Regions from separate parts of the Mus musculus genome. Here regions 1 and 2 are each linked to region 3. A link is a contact called in public Micro-C and promoter capture Hi-C data. All regions are on one chromosome and are shown on one strand. Each heading gives the region's core, a stretch centred on a gene start, on an enhancer-like site or on the middle of the called end of the contact. The rest is flanking DNA. Distances are from core to core; before and after follow the strand shown. Region 1 holds the start of 1700016K05Rik (RIKEN cDNA 1700016K05 gene). Region 2 holds the start of Twsg1 (twisted gastrulation BMP signaling modulator 1). Region 3 holds the start of Mtcl1 (microtubule crosslinking factor 1).

Evidence for each region. Promoter capture Hi-C pulls out the DNA fragments that hold promoters and counts their contacts. Hi-C and Micro-C count contacts between places; a contact is called where the count stands out from the background.
Region 1: a contact with region 3 is called in a promoter capture Hi-C map of stem cell-derived epiblast-like cells, with 3 times the contacts expected there. The contact joins the promoter of 1700016K05Rik here to the promoter of Mtcl1 in region 3. A contact is called at or near these places in 2 of 39 promoter capture datasets (liver and stem cell-derived epiblast-like cells).
Region 2: a contact with region 3 is called in a Micro-C map of embryonic stem cells, with 2.7 times the contacts expected there. The contact joins the promoter of Twsg1 here to the promoter of Mtcl1 in region 3. A contact is called at or near these places in 1 of 39 promoter capture datasets (embryonic stem cells), 3 of 484 Hi-C or Micro-C datasets (embryonic stem cells, large pre-B cells and pro-B cells), 4 of 115 datasets of contacts at active chromatin or transcription factors (the NIH/3T3 cell line, large pre-B cells, pancreatic cancer cells and 1 more) and 1 of 9 other capture datasets (pancreatic islet).

Annotation. Positions count from the first base shown.
Region 1 is chr17:66,713,149-66,715,848 of GRCm38.p6, forward strand. It overlaps 1700016K05Rik (RIKEN cDNA 1700016K05 gene), which reads left to right and starts at 1,308. Exons shown (of 2, transcript NR_151453.1): 1 at 1,308-1,455. All of the region lies in intron 21 of Ptprm (protein tyrosine phosphatase, receptor type, M), which reads right to left.
Region 2 is chr17:65,949,765-65,952,464 of GRCm38.p6, forward strand. Twsg1 (twisted gastrulation BMP signaling modulator 1) reads right to left here and starts at 1,423. Exons shown (of 5, transcript NM_023053.3): 1 at 1,303-1,423.
Region 3 is chr17:66,448,301-66,451,000 of GRCm38.p6, forward strand. It overlaps Mtcl1 (microtubule crosslinking factor 1), which reads right to left and starts at 1,450. Exons shown (of 14, transcript NM_172963.4): 1 at 17-1,450. The coding sequence starts at 1,045.

The sequences.
Region 1 (2,700 bases), core at 58-2,557, 260 kb after region 3:
GCAGTAGCCTCCCACCACACTGTCTGCCTCCCGACCCTCTGGCTTTGCTGTGTTCATTCCTGTGCATCTGCAAGCTTCACATTCCACATTAGCATTTAAGGATCCTTGCATTTTCCCAGTAAATTCCCCTTTGACTTTAATTAGCTAGAACTGATCTCTACTGCACATGGCCTAACAATCCTCATAGGCGTTCCTCTGAAGAGAGGGAGGAGTCGTCTAGAGTACTCCCTTGTCAACTTCTTGGCTGTTTTTTTTTTTTTCTTGTTTTAAGTGGCTGTCTTTGCATAATCTCCAATGTGTCGCCTGTTCATGGTCCTTCCTCATGCAAACCCTTGGGGACTTTTGATAGCAAGCTGTTGAAACTCCATTCTAGAAGTGCACATTCAGCAATCTGTGACAAAGCCTCGGCTCTCTCTGTCAACATGGAACACATCTACAGCATGCCTGCTGCATGGCCTGGTTGTCTGTGTCCCCAAATCCTATTCATCTTTTTTTGGATATGTACTGTCCCAGTCCCAGTGCAGGTACAGCAAGCTTCGGGAACATCATTTGCAGCCTTAGCTTCAGGTCCAGATGAGCCCCAGCCCTGACCCTCTGGTATGAGTCCCACATCACTCTGTGAAACCATTGTCACTGAATTTAATCATGTTACCGGTGCCCAAGGACACAATTTACCTGTGCAGCCTCAGCCTGTGGTGACTGACCACACCCTCTCTACACAGCTATGCTTGATCACGGGCAAGCTCTTCTCTTGTCTGTGATTTTCTTTTGCCATTCCTTTCTCCCTTTTCTGTATTTTTATTTGCTGTCTCCAATGGCTTCTCTTCTCATTCCCATTTCTGCTTTATGCTAAATGCTCTCACTCAACACAGCTCCCTTCCCAGTCATGCCTGGAGTCTAATCCCCAAAGTCTTATGCTAACAGTATTACAAAGACAGTGAGTGAATACCACTAAGAGCTTTAGAGATGGAAATCTCTGAGATGTAATCAGAGTGAATTATGTCTTTGGGGTAGATATTGTGTGTTTGAATTCCAGTGGCTTTAGAATGAATGAGGGAGAAAGACTCTTAGTGTTTCCCACCATCTTGCGCGCGCTCAACTGGCCAGGAAGAACGATGCTGCAACAGGATCCTTCTGCACACGTTTATTGGGGGAGCTTGATTGTAGAGGCAAAAAGACCCTGAGCCCAGAACTGGTGCTGCTTACATAGGCCTAGGAGAGGCGTGTCTCACATCTGATTGGTTAACTTGTCTTGGCAAAAGAACCTTCACTGCCTATGTATGTGTGGTGGCCAGAAGTAGCCAACTGCCACTTTGCAACTGCCACTCTGCAACGGCTTCCCACACCACCATGATGTGGTGAAGCCAAGGGGGTCTTTGCAAGACCCTGAACAGTGTTGTTGAGATGATTAGACTCCAGAGCTATGAGGTTTAATCAGCCTCTTTGCTTTGTAAGGTAGATTCCCCAGGGACTTTATTATAGTAATGAAAAAAACAGACTAATATAGCATCCGATCACTGAACACAGCCACCCACATATGTGTGCGTGTTCACTCGTGTACTCATTAGTATAATCGTTGTTTTGACACTTCTTAGATCGTGCCTTGTCTGCTCATCTTGATATTCATGTCTGGCTTAAAGCTGAGGGTAGAGAAGGCACAGCAGATGGTGGCAAATGAAAAGGAGACCCCAGATTTTGCAATACCTTCAGTTCACCTCTTTCCTGAGACTTCCTCGTGTCTGTCTTTCACTCGTCTTCTCAAACTCCACATGTTAAACAGCCATTCAGCCATTTCCTTAAATCTCCAGCCCTTTCTTGGAGGATGGGGTGAGGTAGGAAGGGATTTGCTAGGTACTTGGTTATTAGCCTTCACATTAACAGTCCAAGACACAAAGCCAAAGATCCAGGCTCATATCCAACTTCTCACCTTTCCTTAATGATGCCCATTCCCAATAATATTCAGACTGTGATCTCCCATAAACACGCTATCACTAGCCACACCAGCTTCTTGCTGAGCCTGCTCTCTAGTGAAGAGCCCATGGCCCCTCTCCAGCTGCTTTTCCGAGATTACCACAGCCACCGTTTTCCTTGTCTTCCTCCCTCCCTTATCACCTTCTTCCTGGCTATGTTATTCTGGCTGGTCATGGATCCTCCTGCCTGAGTAGCCGGGACAACAAGTGTACTCTACTGTGTCTAGTCGGAACTGTGTTTCTGCAACGCTAACCAGAACAACTGATTCACTACTTCGACGACTTCCAGTAAGACAGACATTCTCCTTTTACCGCTCTCCATTGCAGACCCATTTCAACAAGCTCTGAACTAGATTCAAGGATCAGAGTCTCCATTCCATGCTAAGACAGATGCACCAGGCCGTGGCTTTCTCCTCCTGCCACCAATTCTCCTTTCTGTGGCTTTCCATCCTATTTGCAAAAACGATTTGTGTCCTATTCTTGCCAATGGAAGTTGTTACTCCTGGGAGGGTTCAGCCTCTTGAGGCCACCTCCAAGTCCTGTATTCCATATGCAGAGCCTATCTTATTGGCACAATCACATTCTGACTTAAGTCTATCACAGTTAATTGTTTGTTATACTTGGGTTTCTAATACATCTGGTGTGCTATGAAGATGAGGGAATTATACATATCTTTCTACTTCTTGGTGCTATGAATTCAGTAACTATCATTAAATGACCAATTAAGTAC
Region 2 (2,700 bases), core at 173-2,672, 500 kb before region 3:
ATGGGAAGATATTCTGTTAGTACGGTAGATTCTTCTGTTCTTAAGAAGTATCACAGTACAGAAAGAAAACAGAGGGGCACCAGCACAAATTCTCACAGGGGTTATAAGTGGGGGCTGGCAAGATAGCTAGGTGGCTAACAACACTTGCCTGACATGCCTGAAAGCCTAAGTTCTACTTGGGAGGCAGAGGTTGGCGGATTTCTGAGTTCGAGGCCAGCCTGGTCTACAGAGTGAGTTCCAGGACATCCAGGGCTACACAGAGAAACCCTGCCTCGAAAAACCAGGAAAAAAAAAAAAAAAAAAAAGGAAGAGAATTGCCTCCCTCCAAAGTTGTCCTTTGGCATACACACCATGGCGCAGGTGCACAGGTATGCTTGTGTGCGCATAAACACGCTCGCGCACCCACTAAAATTTTAAAGATATAATTTCTTAAGGCTAAAACACAAATTCCCAACAAAATCAATTAAATAATAGCTGGGCCTGATGAGACACGCCTGTGATCCCAGCATTTGGCAAGCAAGGCAGGAGGATAATGAACTGCAGGCCAGCTTTACTTCCAAGTTAGATAAATTAACGATAAAAATAAGGGGCTAGAGAGATGGCTCAATGTCTTAAGAGCACTTGCTACTCTTGTAGAGGACCCGAGTTCGGTTCCCAGCACCCACACTGGCAGGGCACAAGGGTCAGCAAGCCCAGCTCTGGGGCATCCAATGCCCTCTTCTGGCCCCTATAGCAGTGCCAAGACGAAAAGTGTGCATACGCATACAGACGCATGCATTTTATTTTAAAGGAGTCAAAATAAATCCCCTCAAAACAATAAAATACAATTTTGATGTAGGGCCGGTTAGAAAGTGGACCCTGCTGGTTACAAAACTAGGAGATGGCGCTACACCACAGGCTCTGCATGGGGTATGACTCCGTTCTGAAACAGAAAGTCCAGAGCTCCTGCCCGCCGGCGGGGAACCGTTAGTAATCCCATTTTCTCGCCCGCTCCCTGCGGACCCAGCCGGCTCCCTGGGCATCCTGCCCACAGCCGGTGCGGCCCCGTCGCCGCTGCCGGCCGCGGGGACCCACAGACACCCCCGGCTGCCCCGAGCGTCTTCCCGCCGTCCTCCGGGAATCCAGGTGACCGCGGGGGAGGAGCGCGACACCCCACACCAGCGCCCGGACCCGAGGTTCCGAAGGCGGTGGCACCGCGGCCCTTTGTCCCCGCCGTTCGGGCCTCTCGGCGCCCGCATCCCCGCCGAGCGCCGCGGCCTGGCTTCCTAGATGCCGCCCGCCCGCGCGCCCGAGCTCGCTCACCGTGGCCCCGGCCTCCTCCCGGCCGCCGAGCCTCCAAGCAGCTCCCGCGAACCCCGGCGCCGCGGACACACAGGCCCGCGCTGTCCCCGGCCGCTCCCAGGCCCGCGCCGGGCTGCAGGCCACGCCCCCTGGAGCCCGGGCTGGGCACGCCCTCGGCCACGCCCCCAGGTGTGTGCGCTCCGGCCTCTCGCGGAGCCGGGCCCCGCCCATCAGCCGTCTGGTCTGCTGCCACCTGTTGGGCGGCTTACCTCTGCTGCCAGCCGCTGTGCCCTGCGGTTCGGTTCAGCAGCTCTGCCACAAAGCTGATTTGTCCTCCTTACTGGATATAAGAATGAGGCACAGGGCAGATGAATAGAACAGGACTGATACTTGACGTGCGAGGCAAGGTTCATTTTAAATACGTGTTTAAGCACCTAGGGATCACTGGATACGGATCTGTCCCACACTTCAGTCACTAATTCATAAAAATGTTAAGCCTGGCACTGCCAAAAAGGAGAGAAGGCAGCAGTGAATCCTGCTCAGGAATGTCACTAGGTATGGGAGGGAGACCAACTGGAAGAAGCCTCAGTTGGAACGGAGGTCAGGTCAGTATTGGCTTGACCAGTCATTGAGTCTTGAACTTTAGGAAGATGGGGCTTATCCCACCAGTAGCCCACAAATAAAGTACATTTAGGTCTTTACCATAACCATTGCTTTTCCAGCAATATTCCACAGCCATTGAGTTGGAGCCCACATGGCCAGTTCACTTTGGGAGCAATGGCCTAGTGTCAAACCCTTTCTTAACCTAGGAAGTGTCTTAAACTCTCCTTGGTTTACTGGGAGGCAGCAGCCTAGAAAAAATTGGCTGAGATGGATAGTAATAAATTACTAGCTAATGTGGGTCATAGTGCTGGTATTAATACATTTTGTAAAGTAAGCATAGGTTTTCTTTAAAAATCGGGGGCTGAGTAGATGGATCAGTTAGTAAAAGACCAGGGTTCAGATTCATATGCCCATATGTTCATATGTCAGGCACAGGGGTTGATATATGAAACCCAGCCCTAGAAGGAGGTAGACATAGGAGGATTTCTGGGTTCACTAAAGCTCCAGGTGCCATGAGAAACCCTGTTTAGGAAAATCAAAAGTAAGAAAGCCACCCAAGGTGGTGGTTCAGCTCATAAGGACATCTGTCACCAAACCTGATGACCTTATATTTAGCTGCCACCAAGCCTTATAGTCAAGCCTCAAGATCCACAAGGTGGAAGTAGAGAGCCAATTCTTGCAAGTCATCTTCTGATCTCCACATGTGTGCCACAGAAGGAGTGCAAACACACACACACACACATGCAAGTACACACATACACACACACGCACATATATACACGTGTGTGCACACACATGTGCACAAGTGCACATACA
Region 3 (2,700 bases), core at 200-2,699:
CCCGGCTGCTGCTCACCTTGAGGTAGTCGTTCTCCGAGCGCAGTTCCTCCATCTCCCTCAGCAACTCCTCTTCCTCAGCCACCACCAAGAGCCGGGGCTGTTCGCCCAGGCTAGGCTCCTTGGAGGTCCCCAGAATCGTCCGCTCCGGTGGCGCTCGGCCCCCAACATCCTCCTGAGAACCGGGTCCCGGGGACCCTGTGGAGGCCCCGCCTGGGCTGCTTCGGCCCCCGAGACAGGCACTGGCGACAGGGGGCGCCGCGAGCAGGATAGGGGGCTCGGGGCTGCCCGGCGGCGGCCCGCGGGATCCGGAGCTCGGAGTGGGTGCTCCGCGTATGGGTTCCCGGTCACTGGAGCCGGTGCCCGACTCAGCGTCGCTGCTGGCGGCGGGGAGTAGGCGCTGCTCATCAGACAAGGGTTCGGAGGCGCAGTCGGAGAGATCCGAGCTGCTGTCCGTGTGGTTGATACGACAGCCAGCCACCGAGGTCACAGAGAGGGTCACGGCGGGGACCCGGGAGGCGCGAGCCGGGGGCACGACGGCGCGAGCTGGAGGCGTCCCGGGGCCGCGCTTGGTTTTGCGACCCTTCGCGACGGCAGGCGGTGGCTCGGCCCCAGTCGGCCTCCCAACCCGGGACAGTGGCTCCGCCGGCCCCGCGCGCGCCGCCCTCCTGGTCCCCGGGACGGCCTTAGCGCCGCCCGCCGACCTGGCTCCGGCGCCCGGCGGCGGCTTGTCCTTCGCGCCGGGGACTACACCGCTGCGTCGGGAGAGGCGACCGGGCGCGGCCGGGGGCCCGGGCGACGGCGGCGCCTTCCCGGCAAGGCTAGGCGAGCGAGGAGCCGCGGGAGTCGGGGCACGGCCCGCAGAGGGGGTGGCCGTGGCGGGCCGCGTGTGCAGGTCCTTGAGGAAGGGTCTGGCGGGCGAGGGTGCGCGGTGCAGCCGCCTCCTCTCGGCCAGCGGGTGCAGGTGGTGGTGGCGGTGATGCTGGCCGGCTGGCTGCGGCTTGGTGTCCGGGGCGCCGCCGCCCGCGGGGCCGTTCAGCGTCTCCATGGCCCGGGCGGCGGCTGCGATCCGCAGCTCAGGCGGCAGATGCTCCGGGCGGCGGCGGCGGCGTGCAGCCTCCCCGCGCGCCCGGTCATCACTGACCCCCTGCCCCGCCCGGCGTGCACCCTGCGCTCCCGCCGTCCCCTCCCCCGCACTCAGCCGACCCGGGGGAGTGTGTCCCCTCGCTCAGGTCAACGGCGCTCGGATCCTCCTGGCACAGCCGCCACGGCCGCTCGCATCCCCTGCACCGTGCGTTCAGAGAGCTGAAGTGGCCGCCACCGCGGCCTCGCACAAAAACACTTGTCTGGCGACGCGCGCCCGGCTCCCGAGTTCCGCTCCCCGCCCACTGCCAGTCCGCGGGGGATCGGCAGCCACGGCTTCTGCTCGGCTGCTCCGGCGGAGAGAAGCTGCTGCACGCGCGTCCCCCTCCGTCCCCAGCCCGACGCGCACGCCCCGCCTCCTGCTAGCGGGACGGGGAGGGGGCGGGGCGGGCAGGAGGCGGGGCTGCAGCTCGGGGGACGCGGGAGACGCAGAGCCCGAGTGCCCACGCGTCCACGCAGCAGAGGACCACTCTTTGCCTTTGGATGTACTGGGGCTACCACCCTGAGCCGGCTAGGAAGGGAAGAAGCTGGGGTGAAGGGAGGGAAGAGGGCGGGCATCGGCCACTTGGGGACACTTCAGGTGCAGGCGGGGTAGAGGGCCCCTCTGCGGTGGGTGCCAGCCTTCTCTCTGTTCCACCCAGCCCCCTCTATCTGACTCCTGCCTCCCCTCTTCGCTTCGCTGCCCACCGCTCTCCCCAGAGCTTCTTTAAGGATTCCTGGTACCGGATGCAGCGTCAGGACCGACACAGCGCTCCACAGTTGGCACCCCCAGTGGCCTGGGCAGCTCTGAAAGGGAGGAGCCGCTGTAGAAATCGGAGAAGCAGCTCGTCAAGCCGGGGTCTGAAAGGGAGCTCACATTTATAGTTCCGGCGACCTTGCTCCAGGCACTGCTTCTACTCGCATGATGACAGTCCCGAATTCGAAATCCTGTTTTCAGAAGGAGACATGGGCACGAGGAAGTGAAGTGGCTTGTTTGAACTCCGGGGCTGAGCGGGGATTCAAACCTAGGTCTACCGGAGTCTCAGCAGTACACGTTTGCCTTAGAGCACCAAGGAGCCTGAGGGTTCCGCTCCGTGGGCAAGGTACTTGACCTTTTGGGTCTCCGATTCCCGCCTCACCTGTAGAATCAGAGAAAACCGAATGTAGATGTATTCTGATTAACTGAGCAAAGAGAAGGACTCACCCGTCCACTGTAAAGTGCTTTTGACAGATGTTCCGTGTGGTTTATATCCCAGGCTTTGGATGTTGGGCAATAAGCGCCCCGAGGACAAGTCTAAGTTGTCCTCTATCTAGATTCGGGATTTGGGGAGCAGGGATGAACAAGAAGAAGACGCCAGCGGGGAAATCCTGTGTGTTTCCTGAAAGATGCTGGTCTTGAAGTTCACAGCACAGTTAAGTGGGACAGGGCTTAGACCTAAAGCTGTGGAGTGGAAAGTGAAGGATTCTGGTTGATCTTATTTGCTGAGAAAGATCCCAGAGCCGCAGGGTGGGGCAGAGGGCATGGTGTGGGTGACTGCATCCCGAAGCACGAGGAGAGTACAGACTTGAAATGTTAAAGGA